2 separate regions of the Drosophila melanogaster genome follow, and region 2 is linked to region 1. Evidence: chromatin contacts called from public Hi-C data. All regions are on one chromosome and are shown on one strand. The core of a region is the stretch at or near the end of the contact, and the rest is flanking DNA. Distances in the headings are between cores, read along the strand shown.

Region 1 (5,468 bases), core at 1,971-4,470:
GAACCGAGCAGGATGAACAGAGTATCACGCGATGTGACCAAGTCACTGGTCAGTGCCAGTGCAAGCCGAATGTAATTGGAAGGGATTGCGGAGAGTGCCAGCCGGGCTATTTCAACATCCGATCGGGCAATGGCTGCGAGAACTGCCTGTGCGATCCGGTGGGCAGCTACAACTCCACCTGCGATCGCTACTCTGGCCAGTGTCACTGCCGACCAGGTGTAATGGGTCAGCGGTGCGATCAGTGCGAGAACTATTTCTACGGATTCTCCAGCGAGGGCTGCAAGCCATGCGAATGCGACGAGAGCGGCTCAAAGGGATTCCAGTGCGACCAGAATGGTCAGTGTCCTTGCAATGATAACGTGGAAGGACGTCGTTGCGATCGCTGCAAGGAGAACAAGTACGACAGGCATCGGGGTTGCATCGATTGCCCCGATTGCTATAACCTCGTCCAAGATGCCGCCGATTTGCATCGTGCCAAGTTGTTCAATCTCAGTCAAACGCTGGACGAGATTGCTCGCACGCCGGTGACCAATGACGATGAGTTCGAGGCCAAGTTGAAGGCGGTGCAGGAGAAGGTGGCTGTCCTGGCCCAGGATGCACGCGATAATTCCGGTGATGGTGGTCAAACATACGCAGAGGTCATCGATGATCTTCACAAGCACCTGGACAGCGTGAGAGAGCATCTGGTGAGCGCGGATAAGTTCCAGGCAGATGCCAATGGGGAGATCGACAGGGCGCGCCAGAACTATACCATTCTGGACCAGATCACCGAGAACGCCAAGAAGGAACTGCAGCAGGCCCTCGACCTCCTGAATGACGAAGGTGCTCAGGCTTTGGCCCGGGCCAAGGAGAAGTCTGTGGAATTTGGACAGCAATCGGAACAGATCTCGGACATCTCGCGGGAGGCTCGTGCCCTGGCCGACAAACTGGAGTCGGAGGCCCAGTTCGATTTGAAGAACGCCAAGGATGCCAAGGATGCGGTGGAGAAGGCCCATCAGCTGGCCAAGAGTGCCATCGATTTGCAGCTAAAGATCGGCACCGAGCTCCGTTCGGAGGTTGGTCTGGAGCTGAGTCATGTGAAACAATCCCTGGGCACCGTAGTGCAGACCTCCAAGGAGGCTCTTCGCAAAGCCAACGAGGTCTACGATACAGCATTGACCCTGCTCAATGATGTCAATCGTCAGACGCAACCGGAAATCGATATCAGTCAGTTGAAGAAGGATGCAGTGGCCGCCAATGAACGAGCGGATGAGCTACTCAAGCAGATAACTGAATTGTCCAACAGCAACGGCGAACTCTTTGCGGATTTCGAAACGGAACAGGAACTGACGGAGGCGCTGCTTAAGAGGTGGGTGCTCCACGCCTTATCCTTATTAACTCTTTTCTAACTTGATCTATAATTTCAGAGCTGAACAGCAGCAACTGGAGGACATCGAGCTGCTAGAGCGAGCCAAGGCTGCCCACGACAAGGCTACCAAGGCAGTGGAACAGGGCGACAATACCCTAAAGGAGGCCAACAATACCTACGAGAAGTTGGCCGGCTTCCAGTCGGATGTCCAGCGCTCTTCTGAGAGTGCGGAGAAAGCCCTGCAGACGGTGCCCAACATCGAGAAGGAGATTCAGAATGCGGAAAGCCTGATCAGCCAGGCGGAGGAGGCTCTCGATGGAGCCAATAAGAATGCCAACGAGGCCAAGAAGAATGCCCAGGAGGCGCAGCTGAAGTATGCCGAACAGGCTTCCAAGGTAAGTCATTCAGGGACATCTTATTATCCTTACTAAATTCGTAAAATTTCTTGACAGGATGCTGAGCTGATCCGCCGCAAAGCCAATGAGACCAAGGTGGCTGCCCGCAATCTGCGCGAAGAGGCCGACCAACTGAATCATCGCGTGAAACTCACCGAAATGGACATCTTCAAGCTGGAGGAGAGCTCGACCAAGGACGACAATCTGGTGGACGACGCCAAGCGAAAGGTGGGTCAGGCCAAGGCCGATACCCAGGAGGCCCAGAAGCAGATCGAGAAGGCCAATGCCGACCTGACGGCCATCAAGGATGAGCTGGAGAATCTGAAGGACATCAACACGGGCGATTTGGATAGATTGGGTAAGAAACAGAAACCTCTCTAATCTGAATTTACTTATGAGTAATCTAATTAATCTCGCAGAGAATCGTTTGGCCACTGTGGAGGGTGAGATCAATCGCGTCAACCTGACGGGACGCATCGAAAAGTACCGGGAACAGCGCACCATTCAGAAGAATCTGATCGACAAGTACGATGCCGAGCTGAGGGAGCTCAAGGATGAAGTCCAGAATATTGGACTTATTTCCAAGGCTCTCCCCGATAGCTGCTTCAGTCGCAATCGCCTGGAACCCTAGAGCTCTGCGAACAACCCCACTTCCCATAACAACTACTTCAATTTTAACTAAGAACGAAGATCTGAGACGAGACGAACAAATCAGATTTATGATAGAACGTAGACGTTGAATGAAATTATGTAATTTTAGTGCCTTAGCCGAAATATTCTGTTTAGTGACCCAGCCCAAGGATCCAAGGATCCACAAAGGAGACCAACTGAGCAACGTTAAGCTTTAACGCATCATCGTTCGCCTACTGTATGCCATATACTATAATGATACAACGGATACAAGAGGATGGATGATGGCCACATCGAGAATCAACTGCCAACTGTGCTTCACCAGTTTCAAGCCAGCAACGGACTGTATTATATGTTAAAAATGAGACACTAAACGAAACACACAAGACCTTGTACTCCCACAATCCGACAATCCAATCGCATATCTATATCTCTACCGTAGCTCCACCTGAAGTCTATTCTAAACACTTATATATTAACATATTTGTCATCTACGTTTAATGTGCCAATACAATTACCATGTATCTTTGTGTATAAGTCGCTTAAAGAGTTTCCTTTCAAAATATAACTTTTCCAACGTTGTAAGTTTGTAAAAATCCACCCTTTAAACTTGAACTGGGGAAATATAAGGATGCTCAAGCGAAGTGACGTTTTGAAGTCGAGGTTATTTTACTTTTTCATTCAGCTTTGATTTGCCATCACCCATTATAATCGAAACACAACTTAAAAAATATATAAATTTGAATATCTACATGTAAAATGTAACGTAAAGTAGAGTCGATGAAACGATAGACTTTTCGATAGTATACAAATTTCGACTTTCGATACTACTGATGCTACTATCGCTCGTTTTGCATATCTAATGCACGTGTTGTTTCAATTTGTTTGTAAACAAAAGTTTTCTTAAATGAGTTTTTAGCTGCAGACCGACAAATTAGCCACAAAAGATGTCACGAATTATAGTCAAACAGCTGCCCAAGCATGTGAGTATGTAGACTTGTTAAAAAAAAGCATCTACTTAAACTGAAATTGTAGATCACCGAAGACAAACTGCGTCAGATTTTTGGTGCCCAGGGCACGATTACGGATCTGCAACTAAAATACACGCCCGATGGAAAGTTTCGGCAATTTTGCTTCGTGGGTTACAGCACCGAGGAGGAGGCCCAATCGGCCATCCGGCACTTTGACAACACATGCATTCAGACCAGCCGGGTGCGCGTCGAATCCTGTGCTGCCTTGGGCAGCGAAGATAAGCCACAATCTTGGAGCAAGTACGCCAAGGACAGCAAGAAGAACCTAGACAAATTGAAGGAGAAGGAAAGGGAGGCGGCTGCCAAGGCTAAGGAGTCTGAGAAAAAGAAGAAGAAAGATAAAGTTGACAAGGTGGACCAAATTTTGAGCAGACACAAAGACGATCCGGAATTCCAAGAGTTTCTAGAGGCGCATGACAAGTCGCGAACGCTGTGGGGAAACGATTTGGGTATAAATAAAAATCGGGAGAACGAAGAAGAGGATGATGAGGAACAGGAAGAATCTCGAGCTGCCAGAGATGACAGTGGAGTGGATGCAGATGCAGGAGATGAGGATGGCTCAGGCGATGAGGCAGATGAGGAAGAAGACACCGATAAACTGGCCGAAAAGCCCATCAGCGATCTTGAGTATATGAAATCCCTGATGGCAACCACATCCGGCGAAGCTACTGCAAAGAAACCCAAAGCCAAGGCGGATAAATCAAATTTGGAGCTGTTCACCATTAAAATACACAATGTACCATACAACACCAAGCGCCAGGAGGTGCTAAAGTTTTTCAAGCCCCTGAAACCGTACTCCGTTCGGCTGCCCAGCAAAGTTCACGGCTTCTGCTACGTGGGTTTTAAAACTGAGAAAGACATGGCCAAGGGAATGCTTAAAAACAAGAGTTTCATCAAGGGCAAGCAAGTATTCTTCTCCGACTTTACAGAGAAGAACAAGGTGACCAAAGCGAGCAAGAGTGGACAACCATTGGCACCAGCCGCCGTCGATGCGGGCAATGCGAAGTGGAAGCATCAGCAGGACAGTTTATCCAAAGAAGATGACATCTCCGAGTCCGGGAGGATATTCTTTCGTAATCTAGCATACACTACTACCGAAGAGGATCTGCGCAAGCTTTTCGAGCAGTTCGGTCCCGTGGTGGAGGTTAACTTGCCCCTCGACAAGCTAACGCGAAAAATCAAGGGCTTTGGTACAGTTACGTACATGATGCCGGAGCACGCATTAAAGGCTTTTAATACCCTCGATGGCACTGATTTCCATGGCCGTCTCTTGCACCTTCTGCCCAGCAAGGACATCGAAAAGAATCCGAAAGAGGATTTGGATGAAAACGATGCCAGTCTGTCATTCAAAGAAAAGAAGGCCTTGAAACTCAAGAAGAACGCCCAAAAACCAATTGGCTGGAACACATTGTTTCTGGGTGCCAATGCTGTTGCAGAAATTCTCGCCAAGCAATTCAAGACCTCAAAGGAACGCATCCTGGACACAAGCGATGGTGGCAGTAGTGCCGCCGTGCGCTTGGCTTTGGGAGAAACCCAAGTCGTCATCGAGATGAAGCGCTTCCTGGAGGAAGAAGGCGTTCGTCTTGATGCATTTGATGAGCCCGCAAAGAAACGTTCTAACACTGTTATACTAGCCAAGAATTTGCCAGCGGCCACAGAGATTTCAGAGATTACCCCCATCTTTAGTCGATTTGGCCCAATTGGCAGGATTGTGCTTCCTCCCAGTGGGGTTACGGCACTTATCGAGTACTGTGATCCTTTGGAGGCGAGGCAAGCTTTCAAGAAGTTGGCCTACAGTAAATTCAAGAATGCCCCACTCTATTTGGAGTGGGCTCCCGAGCAGGTCTTTACCAAGACCCTTAGTGGAGAGCCAGTGATTCCCAAATCGGAACCGAAACCAAAGGAGGAGGTAAAGCCAGAGGAGAAACCGATTGTAAATGATGCGAAACCTGACGAGGAGGATTCTAGGGCAGAGGATGCCGATGATGAACCCGAACCGAATACAACACTATTTCTACGGAACCTTAACTTTAAAACCGTACAGGAAACCGTTGAGAAACACTT
Region 2 (5,468 bases), core at 771-3,270, 260 kb after region 1:
GATATCGGACTTTACCAGGGTACTCTCAATCTGCAATGTGTGCTTAAACGTTCCATCCAACTCCTGCAGCTGCACCATCAATGGACCATTGTATTTTCTAATTCCCCGCTGATTAACATAGTCCTGGCGGATTTCCAGTTCAATCGTGTTTCTCTTGCGATTGAACACAGATGTGAGCGAAAACTTGGCGTGCCCTCCAGTGCGCACCCACTGGTCCATGAAGACAGACATATCTTTTCCGGTTACGGTGAAGATGGCCTTGATAAAAATGTTGGTCGAGATGAGCAGCTGAGACCAGAGTCCTGCACCGATCTTTGTCGTTGCCGCACTTGAAGCCAAAGCCAATTGCTTATTGAACACCTGAATCAGCAGCTCCTGCCCGATGCGGTTCTCCAGCATCCGGATTACGAAATGCGCTTTCCTTCGCATCGCCTCCACATACTTCGGCGATACGGTGTGCAAACTCTTGATGGGAAAATAGTGGACAATCTCCTGCTGTTTGCTGGAAGCCGCCGATTGATTTGTGCCCGAAACAGGCAAAGGAGCTGGCGGCTGACTGCAATCGAGAATAATGCCGCCATACTGCTCCTCGTAGCGAACGACACGCGCCAGTTCAGATTGCACCCAAGCACGGTACTCGTTGTTGCCGAAGCACTTCCTGGAATACAATCCACACAGGTACTCCGCAATGCCCTTGGCCAGCCAGGTGTCCGACCAATGATGGGATGTAATAAAGCAGCCGAAGAATTGCTCAGCCACAGCGCGCGACATAAAGGTTCGAGATATATAGGTCTGATCGATGATAGCTATGGAGTGCAGCAGATTCACCGAAGCAATGCTCATAGTGGCATAGGCACTTATGTCCGTGTCCAATTCGTCTACAAACACTTGTTTGTAGCAACTGAATGGGTAGCGCGTAGATAAGGTCTCCTCGTAAAATTCAAATGCCTCGTGCAAATAGCGAACCGTATTTTTTAACAGCGGCAACAATCCGGGCAGACAAAAGTGGGTCACTTCATGCATGTGCGGATCCACGTAGATCTCAAACTGACCCACAGCCAGCGCAATATTTGGTGCACATACTGGTGTGCTAACCGAATAGTGGAAGGTTTTCTTTCGCAGATCTGGGGTCATAATGACTTCTAGAAGTTCTCCACACGAAACGGCGGTCATATTTTTGTCGACAGTGAACTCCAGCCGCCAGGTGCAGGGATCGGCGAAACTGTCCACGCAGGGAAACCACAATCTCGACGAGTTTTCATAGCAATTGGTGAACATATGCGAGCTGTTCATCTGTGTCTCCTCGTCCGTTGAAGCGGGTGGTATGACAAAATGTACGCCGCATTTGGGATTCTCCAACGAGAACTCGATGCGGATGCGCAGACCCTGACCCTCCTGGATCATAGAGTAGCCCTCGGGCGGAACCTGGATGAGCAGTTCGCCGTTGTTCACATCGGGATCGGTGTACTGGGCGGCGGTCAGATGATGCTTGGAGTAGACCTCCAGCGCGCGGCTCTTGTGCTCCTTGTAGCAGATGTTCTGGAAGGGATCGAAGTACGTGAAATCCGCCTGGCAGACATCGTTCAAAACGACGCTGTAGATTCTCAGCTGCTTGGCATTCAGGCGTATCAGGCGCAGATTCTCGCTGTTCGGCACAATGGTCAGCTCGACCACGCCCTAAAGGGAGGAGGTGTGTTATGTTTTGTACATATTTAAGTGTATCTAAGTTATATCCTTACGATTATGCTCCTCCGCTCGAAACTGATGCCCGTGAGGCTCACAACCTGATGCGCCGTGCTATTCAAAAGGGAGAACTCATTATTTTTGGATTCCTAACAGAGCAGGGTGAATACTTATAATTTAAACGGTCGCAGCGGCACCTCGGGCACCTCAGGTTGCGTTTCCATCGCTCAAATGCCGGTTCTGCGCCAGAATTTATTAACTAATTTGCGTTTGTTATAAAAAAAAACACAGCACTGTTTAACTTCTTCTTCTTCTATTGAAAATGCCGACAGGGCTAAAAAAATACCAAATTCATTCGGATAAAGATGGCAACTCTGCGCGACAATGTAGCCCTGCTCGCCTTTTTTTAACCCTCGAAACGTGTTGGGTCTTCAATATTGACACTAATTTAATAGTTTACGTTCGTAAACAATATAGACTACATAACTACTTCTCTAATACCATAAAAATACATTTTTTAGAAAACTAAAATTTATTAAAAGCTATATTTGTTTTTATTGAAACTGTTTAATAAAACAAAATTAATATTTCTATAATATATTTTCTGAGTTAATAAATGAATTAGAATGTTATAAATATTTCATTCTGCATTTTCAAAGCTTTTTTGATTGCACATGCATATTCAAAGAAAATTTATACAGAACGCGCAAGGGTTAAAGATTATGAATCATTTACCGAGAAAGTTAAATTTGGATACTTCTCCCATTTAAAGCGTACGATTCTCAGCGAGTCAGCAGTTTTACCACGGCAGCGAGTTAATAAACATCTGGATATCATCCAGTTCCGTAGTTTTAGCCGATTTGCAACGCCATTAGTAGTTAGATTTAGGGAAAAACCAGTGCGTGGACGAGGAAAACCACAGCGAAAAACCAGTAAAAATGTACGGCATTGATAATTACCCCAAGAATTATCATGCCAGTGGCATTGGCCTTGTCAATTTGGCGGCCTTGGGCTACAGCAAGAATGAAGTCAGCGGCGGGAACGAAGGAGGAGGAGCTCCCAAACCCAAAGCGGGTCTCTACCCCTCGTTGCCCTATCCATCATCCGAATCCGTGGGCGGAATGCCATATGTGGTAAAGCAGACGAGTCATGCCCAGAATGCTTCGTATGCGGGACCCACCATGGGCATGGGAATGCCCGTGCCAGAAGCCCCCTCAGCGCCGGCTCCATACCCCAGTGCCACGCCATACCCTGGATCAGGACTTTATCCTAGTCTGCCATCAGCCAACGTATCATCGCTGCCGTACCCCACTGCGCCTATGGCGCCCTATCCAACCGGAATGCCCTATCCAACTGGCATGCCGCAGCCCAATCTACCCTATCCGGCGGCTCCGCTCGCACCATATCCATCTGCCATGCCCGGTTTGCCCGGTATGCCAATGCCGTACGCTCCCATGCCAACGAGTCCGGCTCCCCAGCACAATATCGGATTCCCAGCACTACCATATCCCACGGCACCGCCACCGGAAAGTGCTCCAACCCAGGAGGAGGAACCTTCCGTCGGCGTGGCCGAGCTAAGCTTCACCAGCGTGAAGGTGCCCGAGAACCAGAACATGTTTTGGATGGGTCGCAAGGCCACTAGTGCCCGGCAGAACAGCGTAAGCAAAGGCGATTTCCAATCGCTGCGCGACAGTTGCCTGGCTAATGGAACCATGTTCGAGGATCCCGATTTTCCGGCCACCAACGCTTCGCTGATGTACTCACGACGACCGGATCGCTACTACGAGTGGCTGCGTCCCGGTGACATCGCCGATGATCCGCAGTTCTTCGTGGAAGGCTATTCACGATTCGATGTGCAACAAGGAGAACTTGGCGATTGGTAAGACCAAACGCATTAATAACACATAAGTGGACATAAATTCAAAAATTAAATATTCCTTCACAGCTGGCTACTGGCTGCAGCTGCCAATTTGACGCAGGACTCGACGCTCTTCTTTAGGGTAATCCCGCCGGATCAGGACTTCCAGGAGAACTACGCTGGCATCTTTCACTTCAAGTTTTGGCAGTATGGCAAGTGGGTGGAAGTGGTCATTGATGACCGTCTGCCCACCTATAATGGCGAGCTAATCTACATGCACTCCACGGAGAAGAACGAGTTTTGGAGTGCCTTGCTGGAGAAGGCTTATGCAAAGCTGCATGGATCTTATGAAGCACTCAAGGGTAGGAAATGGAATATTATCAGTATTTGTAGAAGCGTAGAAAATTTGTGGCATACCAAAATTTATTTTAGTTTCTAAAAATACACTATGCTTATCATATGTTCTTAAAAAAAAATAAACTAATGTGGCACTTATCGCGGTTAGGACTTTGTTGAATAGATCTGAAATTTAAATACTTTCATTCTAATAATTTTTTTGTAACCATCTCTTCACGATTAGGCGGCACCACGTGCGAGGCCATGGAGGACTTTACTGGCGGCGTCACCGAGTGGTACGACATCAAGGAGGCGCCCCCAAATCTATTCAGCATCATGATGAAGGCCGCCGAGCGTGGCTCGATGATGGGCTGCTCTTTGGAGCCGGATCCACATGTTCTGGAAGCGGAGACGCCACAAGGTTTGATTCGCGGTCATGCATACTCCATTACCAAGGTGTGCCTCATGGACATATCGACGCCCAATCGGCAGGGAAAATTGCCCATGATACGTATGCGTAATCCATGGGGCAACGATGCCGAATGGAGCGGTCCGTGGAGCGACAGCTCGCCTGAGTGGCGATTTATTCCGGAGCACACGAAGGAGGAGATTGGCCTGAATTTCGATAGGGACGGCGAGTTCTGGATGTCCTTCCAGGACTTCCTCAATCATTTTGATCGCGTGGAGATATGTAATTTGTCGCCCGACTCGCTGACTGAGGATCAGCAGCACAGCTCTCGCCGCAAGTGGGAAATGTCCATGTTCGAGGGTGAGTGGACATCGGGAGTAACAGCCGGCGGTTGCAGAAACTTCCTGGAAACCTTCTGGCACAATCCGCAGTACATCATTTCGCTGGAGGATCCCGACGACGAGGATGACGATGGCAAATGCACGGCTATTGTGGCCCTTATGCAGAAGAATCGACGTAGCAAGCGCAACGTGGGCATCGACTGTCTGACCATCGGATTTGCTATATATCATCTCACAGACCGTGACATGCAAGTGAAGCCCCAGGGACTCAACTTCTTCAAGTACCGAGCATCGGTGGCGCGTTCACCACATTTTATCAACACGCGCGAGGTTTGCGCCCGGTTTAAGTTGCCACCTGGCCACTACCTGATTGTTCCATCGACCTTCGATCCGAATGAGGAGGGCGAGTTCATTATTCGCGTCTTCTCGGAGACAAGGAACAATATGGAGGAGAACGACGATGAGGTTGGCTTTGGCGAGACCGACGATCGCATTGCTCCGTCTCTGCCGCCACCGACTCCAAAGGAGGAGGATGATCCGCAGCGCATTGCACTGCGTCGTCTGTTCGACAGCGTGGCTGGCAGCGATGAGGAAGTCGACTGGCAGGAGCTGAAGCGCATCCTGGACCACTCTATGCGCGATGTTATGGTGGGCAGTGATGGCTTCTCCAAGGATGCCGTGCGTTCGATGGTAGCCATGCTGGACAAGGATCGCTCCGGTCGCCTTGGTTTCGAGGAGTTCGAAGCTCTGCTTACCGATATTGCCAAGTGGCGGGCGGTCTTTAAGCTATATGACACCCGTCGCACTGGCAGTATTGATGGATTCCATCTGCGCGGAGCAC

What was found. Hi-C and Micro-C count contacts between places; a contact is called where the count stands out from the background.
Region 2: a contact with region 1 is called in a Hi-C map of the Kc167 cell line, with 1.7 times the contacts expected there. A contact is called at or near these places in 16 of 107 Hi-C or Micro-C datasets (the D17-c3 cell line, the Kc167 cell line, the S2 cell line and 5 more).

Annotation. Positions count from the first base shown.
Region 1 is chr3L:9,621,017-9,626,484 of dm6, forward strand. CG3335 reads left to right here and starts at 3,221. Exons shown (of 4, transcript NM_140080.2): 1 at 3,221-3,356; 2 at 3,409-5,468. The coding sequence starts at 3,321. LanB2 (Laminin B2) reads left to right here. Exons shown (of 10, transcript NM_079282.2): 7 at 1-1,348; 8 at 1,407-1,743; 9 at 1,801-2,101; 10 at 2,163-2,964. The coding sequence ends at 2,374.
Region 2 is chr3L:9,886,663-9,892,130 of dm6, forward strand. Taf2 (TBP-associated factor 2) reads right to left here and starts at 2,021. Exons shown (of 6, transcript NM_168387.3): 1 at 1,858-2,021; 2 at 1,740-1,794; 3 at 1-1,677. The coding sequence starts at 1,907. It overlaps CalpB (Calpain-B), which reads left to right and starts at 2,100. Exons shown (of 3, transcript NM_079292.5): 1 at 2,100-3,562; 2 at 3,629-3,903; 3 at 4,122-5,468. The coding sequence starts at 2,622. It also overlaps asRNA:CR45875.